2 separate regions of the Manis pentadactyla genome follow, and region 1 is linked to region 2. Evidence: chromatin contacts called from public Hi-C data. All regions are on one chromosome and are shown on one strand. Each heading gives the region's core, a stretch centred on a gene start, on an enhancer-like site or on the middle of the called end of the contact. The rest is flanking DNA. Distances are from core to core; before and after follow the strand shown. Region 1 holds the start of TNK1 (tyrosine kinase non receptor 1). Region 2 holds the start of EIF4A1 (eukaryotic translation initiation factor 4A1).

Region 1 (4,725 bases), core at 358-2,857, 190 kb before region 2:
ACACTGAGAATAAATAAAAGAAATCCATACCTATATACTTTGTAATAGAACTACAAAATACCAATGATATCTTAAAAGCAGGGAGTAAAAAACAAATCACCTACAAGGGAATGAATGACAGACTGGCCAGACTTCTTCACAACCAATATTGCACCTATGCCTACACTGTCCCAGATACTAAGAACACAAGGATGAACAAGATGGCTCCAGTCCCTACTGTGTGGAGCCCACAGTGTATCACAGACAACAGATGTGGGAAACAATTACAGTGATGAACTGGCCTGGAGACAAGAGACTTGGCAAGAAAACCACACAGGAAGAACTGTGAACTATGGAGGTTTTCCCCTCAATGCTGGAATATACCATGTGTTTATCAAGATGGGGTGGGCTTTTCCCTCCAAGGGATTCTAGGGACAGCAACAGCTACGCTCACACATTCTTCCTTAGGGCAGAAGGGGACAGGCCAGATGTCCTAAGACAGGTGGCTTCCTCCCTGGGACCCCTGAGGAAAAGAGACAGTGTAGGCTCCTCCTCTGAGCCTTCTTCAAGGTCCTGAAAAGTCCCGGGTGCCACAGACCAAGTAACAGTGTACAGAGCTCTGGGGTCAGCAAAGGCTACATGGGAGAGGGATGTTATGCCAGAATGAGGTCAGGAAGTGTCAGTGAATGGGGGTTGGGGGTTGCCCTGAGGAGACCAGGCACCAAGCTGGGATGGGGCTGAGGAGCAAATCGGGGCTCTGTCAACCCCCCCCCAAAAAAAAACAATCACACACAAGACCTACCATGTTCTACCCTGGGAAGCTCCTCAAAAGATCCTTTTCAGGGGTAGCACATTGGACCAGAGTTCAGAGTTTGGAAAAGGACGCTGGTTTGGGTCTTGGACTCTCTCTAGGCTGGGGGCTGACTTCTGCACCACCATCAACACCTCTCTGCCTGGCTGCTTTCCAAAGGCACCACCCTGTCTTCCTCCACTAGAGAGCTCTGGGAAGGGTGCTCCAGGAAGCTCTCTCCCCTACTAGGGGGCAGGGACTGGGTCCCGTTAAGCCTTATATTCCCCGGGCCACAGCAGGACACCTGTCTTTGCCAATGGGTTGCAGGCCCGGGCACCGGCAAGTTCACTATGGATTCAATGTGACCAAAGAAATGACAATCGAACGTTCTTGGGGTGAAAGGGTTATACCCAACTTTATTTTCACGGTGGCAGAGTAATCACTAAAATCCTGTCCACTCAGAGCAAGTCTGCATGCAGCAAGCCAGTCTCTGCCTCTGGGCCTCTCTGCCCGCACAGCCGTCCTCTGGGCCTCTGTTCTCTGTGCTGCCACCACTCCAGCCTCTGCTCTCCTGCAGCCTTGCAGCTGTGCCACCGTGTCACCCAGATCACTGGGCGGAGCTCTTTATATAGAGTCGATAGCATACTGCCCAAACTTGTGTAGTGAGGGAGCCAACCAAGGCCAAGTGAGAATCCTGGCCTCAGGAACTTTCATTTTATCCACTGTGAGAAACACACTCACTGGTCCAAATTCAGTAAGTGGACACGGAGACGAAGAGAACAACAGAGCAAGGCTTTAATGACGATCTTGCAGGATTGGGAGTCTGGTGGGCAGGCACACCTGGGGAGTTTGGCTCCAATAATTTATCTCCTAGTGCACGAGTCCCTCCCCTGGTTTCTCATTGGCTGAGTACTACAGGGTTCACATTCTTTCCCGGAGGTCGCCTAAGCCAGTTATATCTTTCCTTTACATGTCTTAATTTTATTGGTAGGTTCAAAAACCTCAAACAGGTACAGCCAGGCCCTTATCAATTCCCCCACCCCCACCCCCACTCTCGGCCCCAGCAGCTTCCAGCACGTGGCCCTTTGTTAATACCTTACTGTTAAAATGTTTAAACATCCTAGTGGGAGTAAATCACATTTAGGTTTTATACTCTTTCCTAACATCCACAACATCTCTATCAGGTTATTCATTTAAGGGGTGGGGCTATGGTGAGAGATGGAGGATTTGGTGAGGGTCACGGAAGGCAGGACACAGAGAAGGGCGTCTGGGGCGAGGGAAGAGTTATTTGGAGTAGGCTGGAAAGAGAGTGTGAAGGTGGAGAAAGGATGGGGGGAGAGGAGAGCAAAGCGCAGAGGAAAGGAGGGCCACCAGCCGCGCTCGCAGCCCCCACCTGGTCCCCTCTGGGGACTGCGGGCGCCGCACAGGCCAGTCCAGGGCCGGCTGCCAGGTCCCGCCCTCCGGGGCCTCCGGTCCCGCCCTTCTCTGGATTTAGTCCTGGGCTGGCCGCCCCGGCCGCTCAGTAGCCGCCGCTTCCGCCTTCGCCAGGTGAGGGTCAGAAAAGAGGGCCGCTGGGGCTGGCGGAGCAGCTGTCGCTTGGGGTGCCCACGCGGGTGCTGAGCTTGCCCGCTTCCCCTCCCCTGGTTCTTCCCCTGCGAGGCCGCTTTCCCTCCTGTCCCCCGTCCCTTGCTTTCCCATTCCCACCTTGCCAGCGATCTGGGGGCCCCTGGGTCCTGGGCTTTCTCCTCCCTCGTACCCACAAACTCCCAATTCCTGGCCCTTTTCCGGGTTTCCATCTGGGCCCAGCCTGGGATCCTCCCTTCCTCCCGGCTTGCCTAAAGTGGAGGAGGGAGGGGTCCAGATATGAGTAAGGGAGAGTGTGTGCAGGCAGCCAGCACCCGAGCACCCAGAGCCTTGTTTAATGAAGATCGGTGGAGCTGCCTTAAAGCCACATTGGACTGAGTGACCCCGGTGTGCCATCAGGGCTCTATCCAGAGCGGAGCTCAGGTGGGTGTGGAAGGGACTGTGCACCTAGGTGGCTCTGCGCTTAGCTTACACCTGAGCTCGGCTGGCCTGCACTTAACTGCCGATCACAAATGCCTGGGGTGTAGAAGAGGCAATGACTCCAGGCGTCTCTGGGCTGAGGGGCCTGTATGCTTGCATAACTCAGGTACATGACACTGTACCTTGCTGTCTTGTGTGTGTTTATGTGGACCTTGGTGTCTCAGACATGTGGGGCAGTGTATTTTGGAGGCAGTGAACTGCCATGTCTCAAATACATGTTTGTGAGAAGGTATGTGGCAGTAAGTCTGGGTGTTTCACAGCAGCATACTGGAATGTCTCAGATTGAGAGGATGTGAATCTGGGTGTCTCAGGCATCTTTTGCAGCCTATCTGTTGGTCTTGGTGCGTGTGTGTGCAGTAGCGTATCTGGGTGTGGGAGGCAGTGTACCTTCGTGTGTGTTTGTACCTGTTGTCTGAGGGATGGTGTGGTTAGTGTCTCTGGGCATCTCTGATAGACCAAAATGTCTCATGTATGAGAAGGGGAGGTGTCTCAGGTGTATGTGAGTGAGTGTGTGTACTGGTGTGCCTCAGGTCAAAAGGGCAGTGTATCAGGGTGCTCTAGGTGGATAGGGGCAGTGTACCGTAATGTCTCAAGAGTAAGCAGGGCAACACACCTGAAGTTTGCAGAGTACTAAAACCTCAAGTGTGAGGAGGGCAGGTTTCTCAGTGATGAAGGAGGTATGATGTGTAGGTCTTGAGGATGGGAAGCACTCTTCCTGGGACTTGTGTGTATGAGTGGCAGGATTCCTGGCTGCCTCTGATGTGCTCCTCCCTCTGTATCTGAGTGCTTCTGATGGGATGAGGGTGGAACTGGCGACCACATCTCTGGTTTCTGAGTGTCTCAGGTGCCTACCCTGGGCTGTGTGTCGGGAGGAAAGGGAATCATCCTTAGGGTTTTTTCCCCAGACATGCTCCCCGAGGCGGGCTCCCCGTGGCTGCTGCGGCTGCTCCGGGACACTCAGCTGGCCCAGTTTTACCGACCCATCCTTGAGGAGCTTAATGTTACTCTCCCAGAGCACTTCGACTTTGTAAGGCCTGAGGACCTGGATGGCATTGGCATGGGCCGGCCTGGTGAGGGACCCCTGAGGCCCTATTCTCTCCTTCCCCAGCCTTTTAGTTGCTACCCCATCCCAGCCATCTTCTGCATCTTACCCTCCTCATTTTTATCACATCAGCCCTCTGATTCTGGCTTTCCCTAGCCCAGCGCAGACTGGCTGAAGCTTTGAAGAGGCACCGTTCCAGGCCGAAGTCTAAGAACTGGGTCTATAGGGTGTGTGTTTTGGGGTGGAGATGGGAGGCTTTAAGGGCCAACTTAGGCCAGGGAATGGGGTAGGCTGAGTGGCAGGGAGGGGTATACAGCATTCCACACACCTGATTGCCCACCCCTGTTTCAGATCCTTGGGGGTTTTGTGCCTGAGCAGAAGGCGACCACCCCACCCTCCAACAGCCCTCTGTGCCTCCCTGAACCAGACAGGGAACTCAAATGTCTGATCCCAGATGGTGCTGTGTGCAGAGGGGAGCTGCTGGGCTCTGGCTGCTTTGGTGTGGTGCACCGTGGGCTGTGGACACTGCCCAGCGGCAAGGGTGTGAGTGTCCAGGGAGTCTACTTCATTTTGGGTACTAGGGCCACTGCCCCCTGTGTTCTGCCTGCCCTCTCTGTTCTAGCCCTGGCAGAGCTGTTCCTAAGGTGCCTGATAATGTTTACCTCGACCCCTAGGTCCCAGTGGCTGTCAAGTCCCTCCGGGTGGGTCCTGAAGGCCCCGTGGGCACAGAGCTGGGGGACTTCCTGCGAGAGGTGTCCGTCATGATGAACTTGGAGCACCCACACGTGCTGCGTCTGCACGGCCTGGTACTGGGCCAGCCTCTGCAGATGGTGAGCAGGCGCGACGCTGG
Region 2 (5,024 bases), core at 1,592-4,091:
GATTGTTGTGTTAAGTGATTGAGCATTTACAAGTGCCATGTATTGTTCTTAGTGTATTATGGATATTAACTAGTTTAATACTATGAACAAGTAGATGAGGTTCTGTTATTTTCACTATCTCATAGATAAGGGAACTGAGGCATATAGAATTACTGAATAGCTTGCCCGTGGTCATCAGCTAGCAAATGGCAGAGTCAGATTTGAAATCTGGCAGTCTTGCTCCAGAATCCTAAGTCTGGGTTCTTAGCTACTAAGCACTTGTACCTTTAATGTGTGAAAAGTACCTGGTCCATCCTGGGCTCTCGAGTGTATATTCTACACCACCACCTCTGTCCTACCTTCATTACCCTAAGAATCTAGACATCCAGTTGCTGAGCATTGCCTCACAGTCCAGGGCTGGGTCCTCTGTTCTCCTGCTTGGTTCCTGGCCTGCCCCTCCATTCCTCTTCAGAATCCTCAAGGCAGTAGGCAGGTCTGTGCTGTCTTCTCTGACCTCCGGCACTGCCTCCTTAGGTGGACATCTTCAATAAGGAGCTCCTGTTAATCCCCATCCACCTGGAAGTGCATTGGTCCCTCATTTCTGTGGATGTGAGGCGACGCACCATCACCTATTTTGATTCGCAGCGTACCCTGAACCGCCGCTGCCCTAAGGTTTGAGAGGGAAGGGGAAGGATGGGCAGAATGTGGGAGGAGACCCATGGGCAAGACATTCCAGGCAGAAGGGCAGCTTTGGGGTCTCTGAGGAGCAGTATGGGCTTGGTGCCTGTGACTCATTTTGTGAAATGTAGGGCATCACTTTCTCCTTCATTTTCTTCATCTACACAGCATATTGCTAAGTATCTACAGGCAGAAGCAGTGAAGAAAGACCGGCTGGATTTCCACCAGGGCTGGAAAGGTTACTTCAAAATGGTAAGTCTCTAGAGGGAGAGGTGTGCAGGGTGGTTCTGGGGATAGAAGTAAGAGGCAGAAGTGAAGCTGCACTCCCAGGAGTCTCCAGGGCCTACCTTCTTTTTATTCTCTAGAATGTGGCCAGGCAGAATAATGACAGTGACTGCGGTGCCTTTGTGTTACAGGTAAGCAGATTGTCAGTTGGGTTAAAGGGTTAAGGAGGGCTCTTCTGCCTCCCTCATTTGGCTCACAGCCAGTTGTGGAGCCAGGAGTAACCATGTGTTAGAATGCAGAAACCCTGATTTCACTGGTCTCCTGACATTCCCATTCCACACCGGGTCTCTGGTTCTGACATAGTTGTCTGCCAAACTGTTTTCTCTGTCTTAACACTAGGTATTTCATACACCAAGTAAGAACACTGGCTTTAATGTCAGACTTTTTTTTGACCCCCCAGGCTGTGGGACCTTAGCTCCCTTTTTTTGTGATATGGGGATGTTCTCTGAAAGATCCAGTGAGATGTCTCATAGGAAATGTGTAGCACAGGTCCTGACTTAATGGGGATGCCTAGTAGGTGGTTCTCATGGCCTGCTTTGTTAACACCCAGTACTGCAAGCACCTGGCCCTGTCTCAGCCGTTCAGCTTCACCCAGCAGGACATGCCCAAACTTCGTCGGCAGATCTACAAGGAGCTGTGTCACTGCAAACTCACTGTGTGAGCCTTGTATCCTAGGCCTCAAGTCCATTCTTAATGGGCATGGGGACACAGAGACCTTCCTTCCCAAGAAACTCCCAGTTTCTTTTCTCTGTTGCCTCACCCCACCCAGTTCCCTTTGGTTTTTCATATTTAAATGTTTTGATTTCTGTATTTTTTTTCTTTTGAGAAAATACCTGTTGACTTCTAATGTTCAGGGGGTGGCCATGGAAAAGCCGCCTTTTACCCTCTGACTGCAGGGGAGTATGGCCTTATGGCCTGGGTGGGGGCAGTTAGCTCCCTTCCATGTGCAGGTTGGGGGGTGGGAGGAAAATCTGTGCTGGGGTGGTGGGCGGGCAAAGGGATTACTGCCTGCCAAATCTTCAAACTTTTTTTTATATATATATATATAAATGCCACGGTCCTGTTCTGGTCAATAAAGGATCCTTTGGAGATACATAGTCGTGGTCTTCCTTAAGGGACCTAAAATTAGTGGATATGCTCTATCTCAGGCTCTGCTCCAGCCAGTACTGTTACTTTTTATGGATGGGTCTTGAGACCTCAGGGGCCAACTTTTCATCCCTGGCTCAGATGGTGCCAACACCTCTTCATTACCCAAAAGAACTCCCTATCCTGAAGAGGCAGGGCTGTAAGGAGAGAAAGTAGGCAAGCCTCAAAAAGAGTGCTAAATTTGGGGTACAGGACACCTAAGAGCCGGCCAGCATTCCCGACAGCAACCGCAAGTGCTCTTAAGCCCAGATGCCGGTTGATCCATCATTCCTCCTCCCTCTGGCCAGGGCAGCCCTCCAGTCAGATTCCACCATCCCTGGTATACTTGGAACCTGACGGGGCAGTGTCCGATCGCCGCTGTAGTAGAGAGAAAATAAAATAGGGGTCTAATGGAGAGCTGGAGCTGAGGTAAGGGTAGGTGGTCATCCCGGGAGCCCGGAAGTCCCAGGAGGCTGAAACCTCGCCCCCCTCGCGTGATAGGGCCTACGAGGCCACGTGACTCAAGGCAAGCTCGCCTCCGCACGTGTAGGGGCGCTGGGCCCCAAGATGGCTGCCAGGCCTCGAGGCCTGACTCCCTTATGTCACTTCCGTACCGGCGAGAAAGGCGGGCCCCTTAGCCAATGAGGCGGAGGGGCGGGTCTTGACCTCCATAGACGTTAGAGTTACCCAATGGAGACCACGTGCCAGAGCGATTACGGGATGACGTCACGCTGAGTCGCTGAACGACGGTGGGCGGAGCCGAGGTGGCCAAGCCAATGTGATGGCTGGGGCGGGGTCGAGCGCTTTATAAGTTGTCGATGGGCGGGCACTCCACCCTAGTTTCTAAGGATCATGTCTGCGAGTCAGGATTCTCGGTAAGAAACGCTTTTTCAAAAGGTGGTGGCTACATACTCAGCTGCTCTCTTCCGAGGGCCCTGTCGGGGGAAACTGAAGTCCCCCGCTCTAGGCACTCCAGGGTTGTGGGGAAACCAAACCGGGAGGGTCCGTCCTAGGGGAGTGAGGGGGCAGATCACGGCCGACGCTACCACTCGGGCCTAGGCAGAGAGCAAGGACAACCCGGCTTTCGTGGCCTAGTATGTGAGGCTCGTTGGACCTCGACTCGACACAGTGCGGTGCGCGAAGCCCCGGCGCTGCGTGGCGAGACGAGGTCGCGACCTAGCGTGGGAAAGAAAGGCAGAGGCGGTCGCAACTGTGCGTGGCCCAGAGCCGGCAGGTCCGGTTGTCTCACTGCCGGAGGGAGGGCTAGCGCGCGCTCGGGATTCCGGAGGATTCTGGTGGTACCACTCGCCAAAGGCAGAGGTCCCTGAGTCCTCGGATCCAGTCTCGTCGTCGCGTTGAGATATGGGTCGGGGGAGAAGAAACCGGCCGTTTAGTGTGCTGGTTTTCTTGACGGCCAGGACTGAGTCTAATCCCGAGGAGCGGCCGCGTGAGGCACCAGGAGCCCACCCGGCGCCGGGCGGGCGGGTCCATTTTGCCGCACAAGCCGGGCAATTGGCAAACTGCGGATGGGCAGGTCCACTTTCCTTCGGGGGTGAGCGGCCTGAGGTATGGGAGGGCGACGCCATTTCGCGACGGGGGCGGGCGGGATGTGGATTGTTCCATGGGGGGGAGATGCCGCCGGGTGGTCGAGGGAGCGAGCACATGGCGGCCCGAGGTATTACCCTCCCCCAATCCGCTTCGCTTCTGAGTGTTGTGCAATCTCCCCCTTCGCTAGCTCGGCTGGGGCTCATTGTGCGCGAGGCCACCGCCCGCGGCCTCCCACATCCGGGCACCGCGAGGGGGGAGATGGGCTAGAGGGAGTGGGGGAGGGCGCGGGCTGAATGACGTGGGGGGAAGGGGCTGTCCTATTCTCGGATCTGGCAGGCGAAGGGCGGAACTTCCGGTGTGCTGGGGCCTCGATGGGAGGTCCACGCTTTTGGGCTTGGAGCGGCCAGGCCCGAAATATGGGCCTAGCGGCAAGCACCATCTCTAACTTCCTTAAGCGCGGCGCGGTCCTGCCAGCCTCCGGGTTTTAGATAATGGTTACTCCGTCATGTCGGGGGCGACGACTGTCGGACCTGAACCGCTCCCGGAATGGGGCAAAGGCCTGACCCAGTTGTAAAGTAACTACGTTGCCTTCTGGGAACTGGCGGGGGTTGGGTCAGGGAGTGAACACTGATGAAATAAGTGCAAGGCTGGTTACTGGTAGGAAGAGCCCGGTTGTCAGGATTTCTAGCGTGCCTCAGTTGGCATGCTCATACTTTAAACCAACAGATCCAGAGACAATGGCCCCGATGGAATGGAACCCGAAGGCGTCATCGAGGTGAGATTGCACCCCTACAATCACTGTTATGGGAGAAGCGGTGCCACTACCAGTGTACCCTTAGCGTTCTGACGCAGACAAGAACCCAGACTTCATATTTAATACGTGTTAAAAATACTGTATATCCCTGAGAGTATGTATAAGATGTCATTCCATTTGAGCCCTGTTCTCCCTTCTACAGTTTCCTGCCTCACAGTTAACAAGTGGCCTAGCTCCATAAGTCATTTCCCAGACCATGTAGAGCTTGCTGGCTTCCCTGGAGGGGAGAGGTGGTGAGCTCTGAAGCTCTGGTGTGGGCACAAGGTCCTCTTGCTCCACTGTTAGAGCATGTCTGTCCACCTTTTCTACTACTTCGAATTTATTTGCATCCTACAGAGTAACTGGAATGAGATTGTGGACAGCTTTGATGACATGAACCTCTCAGAGTCCCTCCTCCGTGGCATCTATGCCTATGGTTTTGAGAAGCCCTCTGCCATACAGCAGCGAGCCATTCTTCCTTGTATCAAGGGTAAGACTTCTACCCAGAGCAAGTTCTGTAATGTCCCTGACCTGGGTAGAGTGGCACCTGGTTGGTGGTGCTTGTCTTGTATCAGCCAGGGATAAAGCAACTCCTTGTTCATCCCAGCTTGGCTGT

Evidence for each region. Hi-C and Micro-C count contacts between places; a contact is called where the count stands out from the background.
Region 1: a contact with region 2 is called in a Hi-C map of fibroblasts, with 1.9 times the contacts expected there. The contact joins the promoter of TNK1 here to the promoter of EIF4A1 in region 2. A contact is called at or near these places in 2 of 3 Hi-C or Micro-C datasets (fibroblasts and skin fibroblasts).

The regions. Positions count from the first base shown.
Region 1 is chr4:135,994,567-135,999,291 of mManPen7.hap1, reverse strand. TNK1 (tyrosine kinase non receptor 1) reads left to right here and starts at 1,607. Exons shown (of 11, transcript XM_057500938.1): 1 at 1,607-2,776; 2 at 3,739-3,903; 3 at 4,032-4,102; 4 at 4,227-4,418; 5 at 4,550-4,705. The coding sequence starts at 3,741.
Region 2 is chr4:135,801,507-135,806,530 of mManPen7.hap1, reverse strand. EIF4A1 (eukaryotic translation initiation factor 4A1) reads left to right here and starts at 2,841. Exons shown (of 11, transcript XM_036895910.2): 1 at 2,841-2,942; 2 at 4,342-4,390; 3 at 4,766-4,898. The coding sequence starts at 2,920. It overlaps SENP3 (SUMO specific peptidase 3), which reads left to right. Exons shown (of 11, transcript XM_036895909.2): 8 at 514-651; 9 at 826-909; 10 at 1,023-1,073; 11 at 1,493-1,946. The coding sequence ends at 1,603. LOC118917916 (small nucleolar RNA SNORA48) reads left to right here and starts at 4,930; the gene lies at 4,930-5,024.